2 separate regions of the Mus musculus genome follow, and region 1 is linked to region 2. The links are chromatin contacts, called in public HiChIP or PLAC-seq maps. All regions are on one chromosome and are shown on one strand. Each heading gives the region's core, a stretch centred on a gene start, on an enhancer-like site or on the middle of the called end of the contact. The rest is flanking DNA. Distances are from core to core; before and after follow the strand shown. Region 1 overlaps Ampd3 (adenosine monophosphate deaminase 3). Region 2 holds the start of Mrvi1 (MRV integration site 1).

Region 1 (6,655 bases), core at 3,258-5,757, 170 kb before region 2:
GAGGGCCAGGACCCTTCTCTATGTCTAGTCTCCTCTGCCCTTGGCTTCCGAATTGTAGGAGGGGATGCTTCTAGGGTGCACTGGTTTAGCTGTGCTGACCATGCCAGAGGGATGTGGGCAGTGTAAGCCAGGGGCGCATCCTGACCTGGAGCCTCCCTTTGACAGGGAACGAGGCCTGAGCACGTTCCTCTTCCGGCCTCACTGTGGGGAGGCCGGCTCCATCACTCACCTAGTGTCTGCCTTCCTGACGGCAGACAACATTTCCCACGGGCTGCTGCTTAAGAAGGTAAGTGGGCCATGCGTGGGGGCTAGGCTCCCATCCCCCATCCCCTCTTCAGAGCTCTGGTCAGTGCTCCTCGAGGGCCATGGCCCCTGGAGAGGGCTGTGCCACTGTAGTCTTCTTGGCTTCACTTCAATTTTTATTTAAATACTTTCACATATTTTGATCATATTCTTTCCCTCTTTCAACTCCATACCCACTACCCAATTCATGTTCTCATCTTCCCCCCAACCCTCAGCCCCTCAAAAAACTAAACTAAAGCAGGAAAACCAACAAAAACAATTTGGCTCACTTTTAACCATAAAATAACCAAACATTACATTTTAGATGAAAAAAAAAACTAAAAAATAATCTTACTTTCTTTACAGAAACAGCATTAGCAGCCGTTTAGTATTTCTAGTTCCCTTTTCCTTTCCTTTTGAAAGGCTAATTTTTATTTTTGTGTTTGTGCATGCATGCTGGTGTGTGTGTGTGTGTGTGTGTGTGTGTGTGTGTGTGTGTGTGTGTAGGTCTGTGCATGAGCAAGGCAGGTGCCTGCAGAGGCTGTCGGATCCTAGAGCTGCAGTTACAGGTCATTGTGAACTGCCTCAAACTGAACTCAGGTCCTCCATAAAAGCACTGCAGAAAAACACACTGAGGCAGTCCTGCAGCTCTCTGTCACCTACAGCATAATTTTAGCATAATAATAAGCACAGAATTTGGAATCCTTCCTTGACTAGTAACCCTTGCTCTGGGCTGCAACATTCCTATGCTCTCATTTTAAGGCCTTTGGGACAAAGAATTCACCACTGGGTGACTCCCAGTCCCCAGTGGCAGACACATTGGCCATCTAGCTTTTGCTTCCTGTAGGTGATGTCACTGTGAACCTGGGTACTCAGCCTTCCTACATATTGGGTCACTTCCAAAATATCGCCTTGCCTCTGGTCCTGACATGTGCTCTCTCTGGTCACATTTGTATGGGACACAAGACTACCATAGCACGAAGCCCGCTCCTTCCCTTCCCTCAGGATCTGGCTCTCGGGGGCTAGACTGTGTCCAGCTCTCTGGTAGTTCCTCTGCTCAATGCTGTGTCTGCACCTAACAAGAAGCATCTTAAAGGAGAAAGGGCTGATTTTGACTCACGCTTGGAAGGATACAGCCTACCGTGGCAGGGATGCTGCCTGGTGACATTGCATTTCCAGTCAGGAAGTGGGAAATGGTTAGGAAGGGGATCCTAGAAATGATAAAACTTCAAGGCCCACAATCAGTGACTCACTTCTAGGGAGGTTCTATTTTCTAAACGTTCCATAACATTCCAAAACAGTGCTCCCGGCTGGAAATCAAACACACAAGCACCCAAGACTATGAAGGAGATTTAATATTCAAACCAATGGAAGTTTTAACTTGAACGTTTCTCAAGCATATAGGGGTTCTCCCGGCCTGCCCACTTCAGGGGGCCTGTGGAGGTGTAAGGGGTGGCCTCTTGCCCAGCACTGTACCCTGCGGTCTGAGGCCAAGAGGGAGTACAAAGAGTGGGCAAGAGGCCCATGTGTCCCAAGCAATGAGTGGAATGCAGGCAGTAGAAGAAGGTGGGTCTGGACATCTCAGCTTTCTTGGGCGTGGTGGCCTGTCCAGACATCTCAGCCTCTGGATTCTGTTGGCATGAACCGCCCCACCGCACCCTGGCACACGTCACACGAGTGTCTGTCGGTTCTTTTGCAGAGCCCTGTTTTGCAGTACCTCTACTACCTTGCTCAGATCCCTATTGCCATGTCTCCTCTCAGCAACAACAGCCTGTTTCTGGAATATTCCAAGAACCCCCTCCGGGAATTCCTGCACAAGGGACTACATGTCTCTCTCTCTACCGATGACCCCATGCAGTTTCACTACACAAAGGTGAGGCTGTGGAGATGCAGCTGTGTCCCAGCAGGCATCGGTGCTGGTTCACCACCCCCCCCCCCCGTGAGGATGCAAGCCCATAGCTCACTTGTTCTGTTTTGGGGTAGTGTGGCTTGGTGAAGACGAGGGGTGCTCCTCTGGTGAGGGAAGTCGGTCTTTCTCGCCGTCTACCTTGTATTGATGCATCTCTGTGATTGTGGAAGAGTTAGCAGAACTCTATTGTATTGTCTTATTGTATTTTATGTAAAGTGGGCATAAAACCATGCCCTCCTTAAGCTGATGAACTAGAGTCTAATAGGTCCAATATATTATACACCATTCATCCAAAAATTGAAGCAAAAAAATTATAGTGTTTGATCCATTGGGGTTCTGGTGTGTTTCACTCTGTAGACAAAGCTGGCCCTGATGCCGCAGAGATCTGCCTGCCTCTGCGGTGCTGTGATTAGGGCATGGCCACCACACCTGGCTTTGTTAATCGGATTTTTATGACTATGCTTTGTGTCTCTGGGAAGAGAGAAGGGAAAGGAGATATCATGCACAGGGAACAGATATAACTGCTTCCAGAACATTCTACTGGTGTTGATGGGATCAAGCCACTGACTAGCAAGCAATAGGTGTCAGGCTTACGGTGTCTGGACCTTTTACACCCAGAATGGAAGCCTTTGAAGAGCTGCCTCCCATCTTAGTTGTGTCTGTTGCTTTTTATTGTTGTGAGAACCTAGAGATGCTTTTAAAAATATTTACAAACTCATTTAAAAACAGTAATACTCTGGTTTCTTTTCTGAGTGTATAGCTCTTTCACCTTTAACAATAGTAATGTATCCGTTTGATGCCTAGATTCCTGCACTAGGGAGCTGAGGCACTGAGACCTGGAGCTGGGAGCCAGCCTGGGCTACAGATGAAACCCTGCATCAAAACAAAACAAAAATAACCAAGAGACTAAAACCAACAATGACAGCAACACACACAACACACACACTCTCTCTCTCTCTCTCTCTCTCTCTCTCTCTCACACACACACACACACACCCTCCACCCACCCCAAAATAGTAATAGAATCATTAAGTATTATATAAATAGCAAAAAATGTTATGAAAATAACTATTTCCCCAAAACAAAAATCCCAAGAGGAGTGGTACCGTTCTGCAGTTTGCTTCAGTGTCTTATTTAATAGAAGACAGCTGGGTTCCCATCCCCGCCTCTGCATTCAATTTGCTGGAAAGCATGCGAAAGAGTCCTGCCTCACAACAGCTGCAGAGCTGTCATGTGGAGCTGGTAAACAGATTCTGGGTCCCAGCAGTCTTCAAACCTCACTTTTAGACCCACTGGAGGCAACAGTAAAGGGAGGGCTGGTGCTGGGCAGCAGGTAGTTCCTGCCAGAAGAAAAAGCAGGGCCACAGCTAACCCGGCCCCTTAGGGACTGACTGCATCATCTCCAGACAGGTCTTGCTACTTGATGTTACTTTTTACTCTGCTGGTCAGTGTTGGAGGCTGCTGCCTTGGGAGCTGTCCCTCTCCCAGATCCTTGTTTTGTTCTGTTTGCATGAATGTTCCCGCATTTACCTAAGGAGGCTCCCTCTTAATAGGACAGTCACAGGAGAGCAGGCCCCAGCTTCCCGACATTGTAGGCCCTCAGTGCTGGTGAGCAGGCAAATCCAGAAGCCTGCCTGCTTTATCTCCATTTGGTGACCCACACTTGCACACAGACAGGTCTCAGGAGTCTGGAGTTGGCGGATCTAGGTGCTAGGGAGTTGAGGAAAGCCCTGGAGAGTGAGTACTTTTTGTGATGCAAGGCTGACCTATGTTTCTCACCCGACTGTGCTCTCTGGCCGGGGCTAGGAAGCGCTCATGGAGGAGTACGCCATTGCGGCACAAGTGTGGAAGCTGAGTACCTGCGACCTGTGTGAGATCGCCAGGAACAGTGTGCTGCAGAGTGGCCTCTCACATCAGGTATGTGATGGGCTGGCTGTAACCTCCACCCTTCAGTGTTCGAGCACACAGAATGTTGTACACAGTGTGCCTTCCCCGTCACCGGGATGGGTGACAAACTGAACAAGCCAGGTCTCAGGAGCACTGACACTCTGGCTCCATGGGAAACCTTGTGAGGTCACCATGACTGCCCCTCATCTATCTCAGACCTGCCCTGAGCGAGGTCGTCCCTAGCTGCCCTCTTTCTCCTTAATCTATTTTTCTCACAGTACGCATCACTGCAGACACTGTGCGTCCCAGTTTCCCTTTTGAAAGGGAGTTGAGTGCAGAAGCTTGCCCCTGTGTTCCCAGGCCCTAATACAGAGCTGGCACAGAGCAGGCACAGAGCCTTTTTCCATGGCTCCTTTAAGAATCGGATGTGGAACCAACACTGAGAATCTGGGCATCTGCCCAGGGGATGCCATTTAACAAGAAGAGACATCCTTACATGGTCCTGGGGAAGGTGACAGTTAAAGGCCTAAGTGTTTTGAGTCGTTCTGGGATCCAGCCTCTCCAGGAACATGACTGCCTGCCATGTCACCTCTCAGGATGGGTTCCTGGTCTTAGTCTTTTACCTCACCCAGTGTAGGCCCATCAACTTCATACTTCTCTTCCACGACAATAGAGAGAATGACTGAGTGGTCAGCGTCACACGGAGGTCCAGGGAGATTTGGAGTCCCATGGGAGGAAGATGTCCCATTGAAGGATTGGCTCTAGAGACACTAGTCTGTGTGCTGGAGCCCCTATCAAAGCTGCCCTGCAGACCTAGAGGTTAATCTGGTTTCACTTGTCTTTCTCATGGCCCACAGGAGAAGCAGAAGTTTCTGGGTCAGAATTATTACAAGGAAGGACCAGAGGGCAATGACATTCGAAAGACAAATGTTGCACAGATCCGGATGGCATTCCGCTACGAGACCCTGTGTAATGAGCTCAGCTTTCTGTCCGATGCCATGAAGTCCGAGGAGATCACAGCCCTGACCAAATAGGCCCAGCGGTCCACACACACTTCACTATTTGGTTTAATGTCAGGTCTGCTGGGGGTAATGGTGGCCAAGATCTCAAACTAGGGCTTCCGTCTGTGATGAGGACGCCTCTGAAGAAATCTCAAGCTCCCAATTTTGGTTGCACTTTACGAACATGCTCACTTCGTTAGCATTTCTGAGCCAGAGGCTGGCTCCCTCCCGTGGGGATCTGGGAGCTGGCACTGTGTACACCTGTCCCTGACTGTCCACGTCTCCCGTGATTGCCAGTGCTAATATGGCTGGGGCTGAGACTTTGCAAGGCCTAATGCCAAAGGACACAAGGCCTGTGTGGTGTCTGCCACACTCAGCAGGCCCTGTAGTGGTTCTCATTTTGGCATCTGGCTGGCTGCCTGCCTTAAACCCCCACCAAAGCTCCTTTTCATAAAGGGGCTACCTTGAGAGAAAATACAAACGCTCTCCTGTTGATGATTTGTGCATTTTAAAAAATGAGTTTCTTTCCCTCTTAGCACCCCTCCTTCCTGTCTGGTTAGGAAGCCCAATGCACCCTCTGAGGTCATCACTTCTGTTCTATGTTATTATCTAGGACTCAACGAGTCATCTCAAACCATATTCTGTGAATCCATCTCATGGTCCACTCCTGGGCTGCGGAAGGTACAAGGCGAGGTTATGGGGCTGCTCTTCACTTTTTGTTTTTAAATGAAGACCTCTGAAAAGCACAGGGCCTCTGCTCCTTCTGGCTCTGATGTCCTGTGACTGTAGTGTCACCACCTCCCCTGGGAGTCAGACCAGGGACTCCTCAGGGAGTGAAATGTGCTTCAGGACACACAGGACTCGAGCCAAGCTCCTGATCCAGTCACACCCCACCCCCGACTCCCCTGCCTCCTCCTACTGTTTTAGGCTTCACATATTTTAAATGTTTGAAAAAGAGTCACTAACAAAGTGGATTTTATTTTAAAGCAGATTTCTTCAGAAGCTATCATGGTCCCAGGGACTAGGTAGAATTTTTAAGTCTAACGTGAACTTTAGCTTTATCAGACATTTTTGTTACTAGTGCCTAGAACATAGTAGGTGCTCAATAAATACACATGGAGTAATTGAATGACTTTCTCTTTTGGCATCTGTATGTGCAGAATACTCAACAATGTTCAAAGACCTTCTTAACTATTCAGAAGGCAGGAAGTCCTACACCATAGTTAGATGAACCTAACTGTACCTGGAAGTTGCCCATTTAACTAATTATTCTGTCCTGTGACTGTCATCCTTCCAGTTGTTGTGTAGCGTATGGAACCATGTCATCCTTTTACTAGGCAAATACACATACTATCTCACATAGATGATTATGAAACTGAATGAAAACCTGTCATGCGGGATTATTTTTGAAAAGCCTCCATTTGTATACATTTGCCCAAACATAGCAACTATTGTACAGTTTTTCATTGTATCAAATACTTTTTTAAAGACTACAAATAAAGTCTATTAGGACTGTGACCCAATAGAACAAATGTTTCTTTATTTCTGAGATGGGGTGCATGGAAAGCTGTGAGCA
Region 2 (6,086 bases), core at 1,117-3,616:
GACAGCAAGATTCTGGCCAGCAGAAGCAAGCGCTCAGTAAACCCGAGTCCTTTTAACCAAGACAAATCTTAGACGTGTTGTATCTGTTCATTCATCCAGAAATGATCGAGTCTGAACACTCAGGAGGTTCCCAGCATCATTTGGGGCCTGGGACACACAGTGTGGACTCTGTTTTTACAGACTTCAATCTTCTGGCTAGAACCCATTCATCATGTAAACAATACAGTTTCCTCCACAGACTCCCAGAATGCTTTATCCCCAAACTAAGAGCCCTGGGACCTACTGGGAACTGGGAATCATTGGTTCTTAATCTACCTAAGATACTGGGTCACTCTGTGGCACTAAACACCTTCAAGTGTCCCACCTAAAGGGACAGCTAAAGCTGTCCTAGCAATGCTGTGGGGTCATGTGACACTTCATGATGCCCTGGATGTAGCATGAGGGTCTATGCTTCTACCACCATCCTCTCAGAAACAGGACCCAACAGAGGTGAATGGAGCAGGGGTGTGTGTGGGATGGGAGGTGTCAAGAGCGGAACCTCTAGAGATGGCCAACTGAGGTCACATCAGTTGTGGGACTTCTCTGTGGCTCAGCAAATACATTTATGGACAATGTCTTGTTCACGTTGTGGCAATTGGCACAGTTTTCCTTCTGAGAGGGACATATAGGGTTCATGGAAATGACATGCCACCACACATATGGAAGAAGACATGGTCTTGAACACAGACAGTCATCTCCAACACATGCACATACATGCCGCTGAATTATGAACCAAATATAACAGAGACAACTGCATTATCACTTAGCTGAAAATCAGAGGCCACTATTGGAGGTGCTCACAGTTGTCAGGTGGGGACTGGTGTAGGCATGCTTTCAAATCCTAGCTCTGACCCTTCTTGTGTGACGTAGGCAAGGTGCTGAGATGATGAGGAACTGCACATGCCCCGCTAGTGTGTATCACCTCTTGTTGTGAGAGAGACTCTTCCTCCCAAGGCCTGCCTCACTCCTGCTCTAGCCTGGCAGCGCTAGCAGCTTTCTCCCTCTCCGGGCAAAATACAGCTCAGCCAAGTTCAGGGCTGCCTTGCTTTCTATGCCACCCGAGAGCTGTCTGAAGAGTGTTAAAGAGCAGCAGCTGTCACTTGTGGAGGCAGGAGCGCCAGCCAGGGGTCCTGGGGCCATGCTGCTGTTTATGCAGACTATGAGGCCTCTCCAGCTTTTACAACTGTTTACTGTGCAGGAAGCAGCCCAGCAGCTGGGCTTTTCCTGAGCCTCGCTCTGCTACCCTCTCTTTGAGAAAGTCGGCCCGAGTGCCACTCACTCTAGGACCTCTGGAGAGGTGCAAGCTAGGATGTAGGCACACACACACACACTCACACACACACACACACACACACACACACACACACACACACACACATATATATACAGAGAGAGAGAGAGATCTGTGAAAGGGGACATGATGTGGTGGGACAGGGGACAGATACAAAAAGAGAGATGTGACCAGAGCACAGGTCAGGAAGATAAAGCATAGAAATGGACAGAGTCAATGGTGAAGATGGCTGGACAAACGGGTTCACACGCAAGACTTGAGAGGGAACAAAGGAGAGACACGGGAAGCCCCAGGGAAGAAAGGCCAGCCTGTCTGCTTTGCACAGCACCGGGCATTTCTCTACTGTCACAAAGGATCCTGCAGGAGAGCCAGGAGTAAGGGGCTTAGTGAGCAGTCACATCTTTACCCCAAACTGTGCGTGCTTTCCAACAGCAAGTAGAAGGGGCAGGATTTAGTGAGGATCGTGAGTTTCACTTCTTATTTAAAACTTAAGACAGCAACAATAAAAAGACTCGGCTAAAATATCACCCAACCAGGCCACCTCCCATGCAACTTAAAGTTAAGTGCCCCCATCCCAGCGCCCTGTACCTTTAAGGAGGAGAAGACGCCTCTCTGCTTCCCTTGGGCTGAAGAGGCAGGTTATTCTAGGCAATAGCGATGACTTACCTAAAACTGAGTTATTCCCCTTTCCTCCCGGCCAGCCTCTCTTCACTCTGGGGAGCTTTTACCATTTAAGGTCAATGTTACATCTGGCTCCAGAGCTCCAAGCTGAAAAGCTCTGGCTGCAGAGCCCCAGCTGCCTGCCTCCTCCTCAGAGAGGGGCTGGATGAGGGGCTGGGACTGGGAACCAGTGTTCCACCAGGGCCCCCTGCAGCCTGGCTCTGGGTTGAAAGCAGGAGAAGCCTTCCAGCCAGCCTAGGGTTCAAGGAAGGTTGGGCCTGAATAGTAGCCCCTATCCCCAGGCTTTTGCAAGGGGCACCCCCATAGCCGATGGCAGTGCCTTGGGGCGGGGAGCAGTTGAAGATGCTGGACTCTGTCTGTGCCAGAGGGGTATGAAGGGGACATCTGCAGACCAGCCTCCCACCCCTGAGTGTCCAGCAAGCATGTGAGCCTAGATAAGATCCTGGCTCACCGCCAGCAGAAGCTGGGAATGTTTCCTGTCCCAGGGATTTGGAGGCGGAGGCTGCTCCCATCTTAAACCCTCGGGATTGCTAGAGAGAACAGGGGCATGGTGAGGGGGATTAACTAAGTCCAGGCCTGGCAGCAGCCCCAGGGGTCAGCCCCAGCTCCTCCACTTAACCATCCTGTAGCCTTAACATAGCAAATCTCAGTCTATTCATCTCTGAAGTGGGACAACAATGAAAAATCAGGACACTGTGGGTTAGGGTCTCATAGGTACTAGAAAGGCACGGAAGAGTTTCCAACCCTGAGTTACCTCAACTCCGGTGGGGAAAGCTGCCTTTCTTCTGCCACGCTTGGTCTTCATCCTCAATATAGTCCAAGCCTGGGATCACAGACTGTCAACCCTAACACAGCCACATGGGGGCCCCACAGCCCCTTCTGCAGTTAGAGACAGCAACAGAGAAGCCCTTGGGAGGGGTGGCCAGATAACCAGATACTCAAATTTAAATCTCAAACGAAATGCTATTATTTCCATATAAGGATGCCCCCAAATACATAATTGTACCACAAGATTGTATGTTGCTCATTTGAAGTTAAATGAAACTGGGCATTTTTACTGGCTAAACCTGAGAACTCCACAGCAGATTCACTTGTTGGTCCTGTGTGAGAGCTCTAAAGGGTATTACAAGAACTCCTGGGAGCCAGAGGCTAAAACTGAACCTAAGGCTTTGCGTGCTTGTGAGTGTATGCACACTTTTGTATGTGTGTAAGCCTCTTAGTAAACACCCACTCTATTCCTAACAGTGCACTTGATACTTTGCCTGGAAGCAAGTGTCTATCTCACAAGTGTCTTCTCAAACAGAATCATTACATCTTTCTTTTGAAAAGGAAATCGAGGCTCAAAGAAATAGATCTGCTCTTCAGATGCTCTGCAGCCTGAGTGCCAGGGCCTAGACATGAGCTGAGGTGGTTCCATCTACAACTCCTTCCTCTTTACCACCTACCACCCTCTCCACCATGGCTCTAACCGAAGGGGTCCTGTACGGCCTCGGTGAGTCTCTGAGCCAGCACTTGGCTGTGTTTCTCCTGGTGGTGGCCTGAAGCTTTCACCAGACTCGCAAGGCAGTCACCAAGTGACTTTTTAAAATTCACTTCAATTACAAGCATTTTATAAAACATCACTTGGTGACTGTGCAAAGTGGAGCAGACTCTATAAGAGGACACATCAGGGCTGACAAGGTTATAAGGCTTGTGCCCTTTGACCCAGTTCTACTTCTAGGAATTTATTTTATAAACAACTCCCACACTAGGGAAATGACAGATGAGCATGATTACCCGCTGCAGCATTGTTTATAAAAGCAAGGGATTAGGAATGGTATAAATGTCCGCTACTTGGGGGCCATAAAAGAAGATGGGTGCAGCCATAACAAAGGAGACGGGAGTTCTTGCTGTAGTGATGGGAAAAGCCGTTCAGACAGTGGTTCTCAATCTGTGGGTCACGACCCCACTGGGTTTGCATATCAGACATCCTGTATATCATAGATTTACATTACGATTTATAACATAGCAAAATTACAGTTATGAAGTACCAATGAAATAATTTTATGGTTGGGGGCTTACCACATAATAAGGAACTGTATTAAAGGGTCAAAACATTAGGTAGGTTGAGAGCCACTGCTCTGAGATATATTAGTACATGGGGAGATACTGAAAAGAACACCTTCTACCACATGGGTGGGGAAAAGTGTATGTAGATGTGTATTTACATACATACAAAGACACTTATGTCCATTCATGTATACCCACATTCACGTGTGTGTGTGTGTGTGTGTGTGTGTGTGTGTGTGTGTGTGTGTGTGTGTGTGTGTGTGAGAGAATACAAAAGCTGTCACAAAAGTCAATAATAGTAAAACACTATCCATAGGAAAGGTATCTAAGTTGTGGGGCTAGTGAGATGGCCCAAGAGGTAAAGGTTCCTGCTGGCAAGTCTGGCCACCTAAATTCAATTCCCAGGACCCATATGGTGGAAGGGAGAACTGACTCCAACAAGGTGTCCTCTGACCTCTGACCTCTGACCTCTTCATACCCACCATGGCATGCACATGCCCACATACATGCACACATAAAATAAAAATGAAATAAAAAAAATTAAAGACTAACCACTGTATCCACTGTGTCTTGGTTGTGCATTTAAAGTATTGGGCCACAGGAATAAGTCACGCGTTCACATTCAATAATAACAGTAGTAATAAAGAATAAGGCAAAAAGCCTTGCTCTGGGCAGAGAATTAATTAGCTTGTCTCCCAGCACACCTCCTCCAACGGTCAGGGATGCTGGGAAGATCCCGGCTAAAGGTTATTTGGTGGTGTGTGTTTTGACTTTTATTTTGGACTAATTACAGGCACACAGGAAGTTATACAAACAGTAGAGAGCCCCAAATCCTCCTTCATCAGCTTCTCCCAGTGGTGGCGCTTAGATCATAGTTATGTATTTCAGAACGGGAAAATGACATTGAGATGTTACTGTTAACTAGACACTCTTAGCCCACGGTTATTACTCAAGTATAATCCTTTCATTCATGCACTCAAGATGTTCACTGATACAAAGGGGCAGCAGAGACGGTTAAGAGCATGCGCCACTATGTCACAGGACTCCAACTTTAGGTCCCAACATGCTCACAGCGATCTGTAACTCCAGGGGATCCAACAGCCCCTCTGACTTCCGAGGGCCCCTGCACTCACATGCACAGACACATGCAAATGCACATAACTAAAATAACGATTAATGCATCGTTAATTCCACATGCACATGCTCACATACATGCACACACAAAATAAAAATGAAATAAAAGTTTTTATTTATTTATTTATTTATTATTTATTTATTTATTTAATTTAGAGGCAGGTTGACCATCTGTGAGTTCCAGGACAGCCTGGTCTACAGTGCAAGTTTCAGGACAGCCAGGGTTGTTATATAGAGAAACCCTGTCTCAAAGAGCAATAACAACAACAACAACAATAGTTTAAAAAGTGTTGCTTGGATACCTTTGATACGCTGACCCAAGACTGGCTAACAAAATGTGATAAGGATACCTGTGGTCTATCTGTGACCTCTCAGTGACCCCTAAAGTCATGTGACAGTAGCATCACAGAGGCCTAGGATCCAGCAATGCACAAGGAGTGCTGACCACAGCTCTAAAAAAGGAACTGTGTCCCTTGCTGTCCTGGTCACGGAGCTTCACAGCTTGCCTGAAAGCTGACTTTTAATCCTTAAAAGAACATAAGCAATTACTCTGGCTATATTTATCCATGTTCCTGGAGCCACACAGGGATTTGGCCTCACTCTACCAAAATCTTCAGCTCATCACTCAGCCCATCAGCGACCGTCATGTGTCCTCGGCACAAAAGCAAAGGGCCAATTGAGGCAGACTGGCCCACAGCTCAGGGAGGCTCTTCACTGGCCATCTGACCTTTGACCTTTGAAGAAGTTTTAAGGCCCAGGAAAACAAAAGCTCATCCTGGGACAGAGGGACGCCAAGGGAGGAGACATGGCTTCCTGCCAAGAATGCAACCAGCCCTGGGGTTGATTGCTGGACAGCTTCTCTGGGAGCTTGTCCTGTTAACTTAGGGACTCC

Evidence for each region. HiChIP or PLAC-seq counts read pairs in DNA pulled down with a chosen protein or histone mark.
Region 1: an H3K27ac HiChIP or PLAC-seq map of heart atrium shows a contact between it and region 2, with 7 read pairs. The contact joins the enhancer-like site here to the promoter of Mrvi1 in region 2. A contact is called at or near these places in 21 of 39 promoter capture datasets (the 3T3-L1 cell line, 3T3-L1-derived adipocytes, the C10 cell line and 15 more), 1 of 15 datasets of contacts at CTCF or cohesin (the NIH/3T3 cell line), 11 of 484 Hi-C or Micro-C datasets (the G1E-ER4 cell line, the HL-1 cell line, the N1E-115 cell line and 6 more), 9 of 115 datasets of contacts at active chromatin or transcription factors (the 230-238 cell line, CD8 T cells, DN3 thymocytes and 6 more) and 5 of 9 other capture datasets (adipose tissue, embryonic stem cells, liver and 2 more).

What each region holds. Positions count from the first base shown.
Region 1 is chr7:110,805,799-110,812,453 of GRCm38.p6, forward strand. It overlaps Ampd3 (adenosine monophosphate deaminase 3), which reads left to right. Exons shown (of 15, transcript NM_001276301.1): 12 at 166-286; 13 at 1,982-2,155; 14 at 3,998-4,108; 15 at 4,936-6,611. The coding sequence ends at 5,112. It also overlaps a transcript of Rnf141 not described here. Among named protein-coding and RNA genes, the nearest start is that of Gm39069, 28 kb to the left of the region's middle. Within about 2 kb of position 4,508, at least 34 of the 459 cell types and tissues checked have an H3K27ac peak or open chromatin away from gene starts, as enhancers often do. A contact at or near this core is called in heart atrium, neural stem cells and palatal mesenchyme, where this site is marked.
Region 2 is chr7:110,980,095-110,986,180 of GRCm38.p6, forward strand. Mrvi1 (MRV integration site 1) reads right to left here and starts at 2,367. Exons shown (of 21, transcript NM_194464.3): 1 at 1,919-2,367.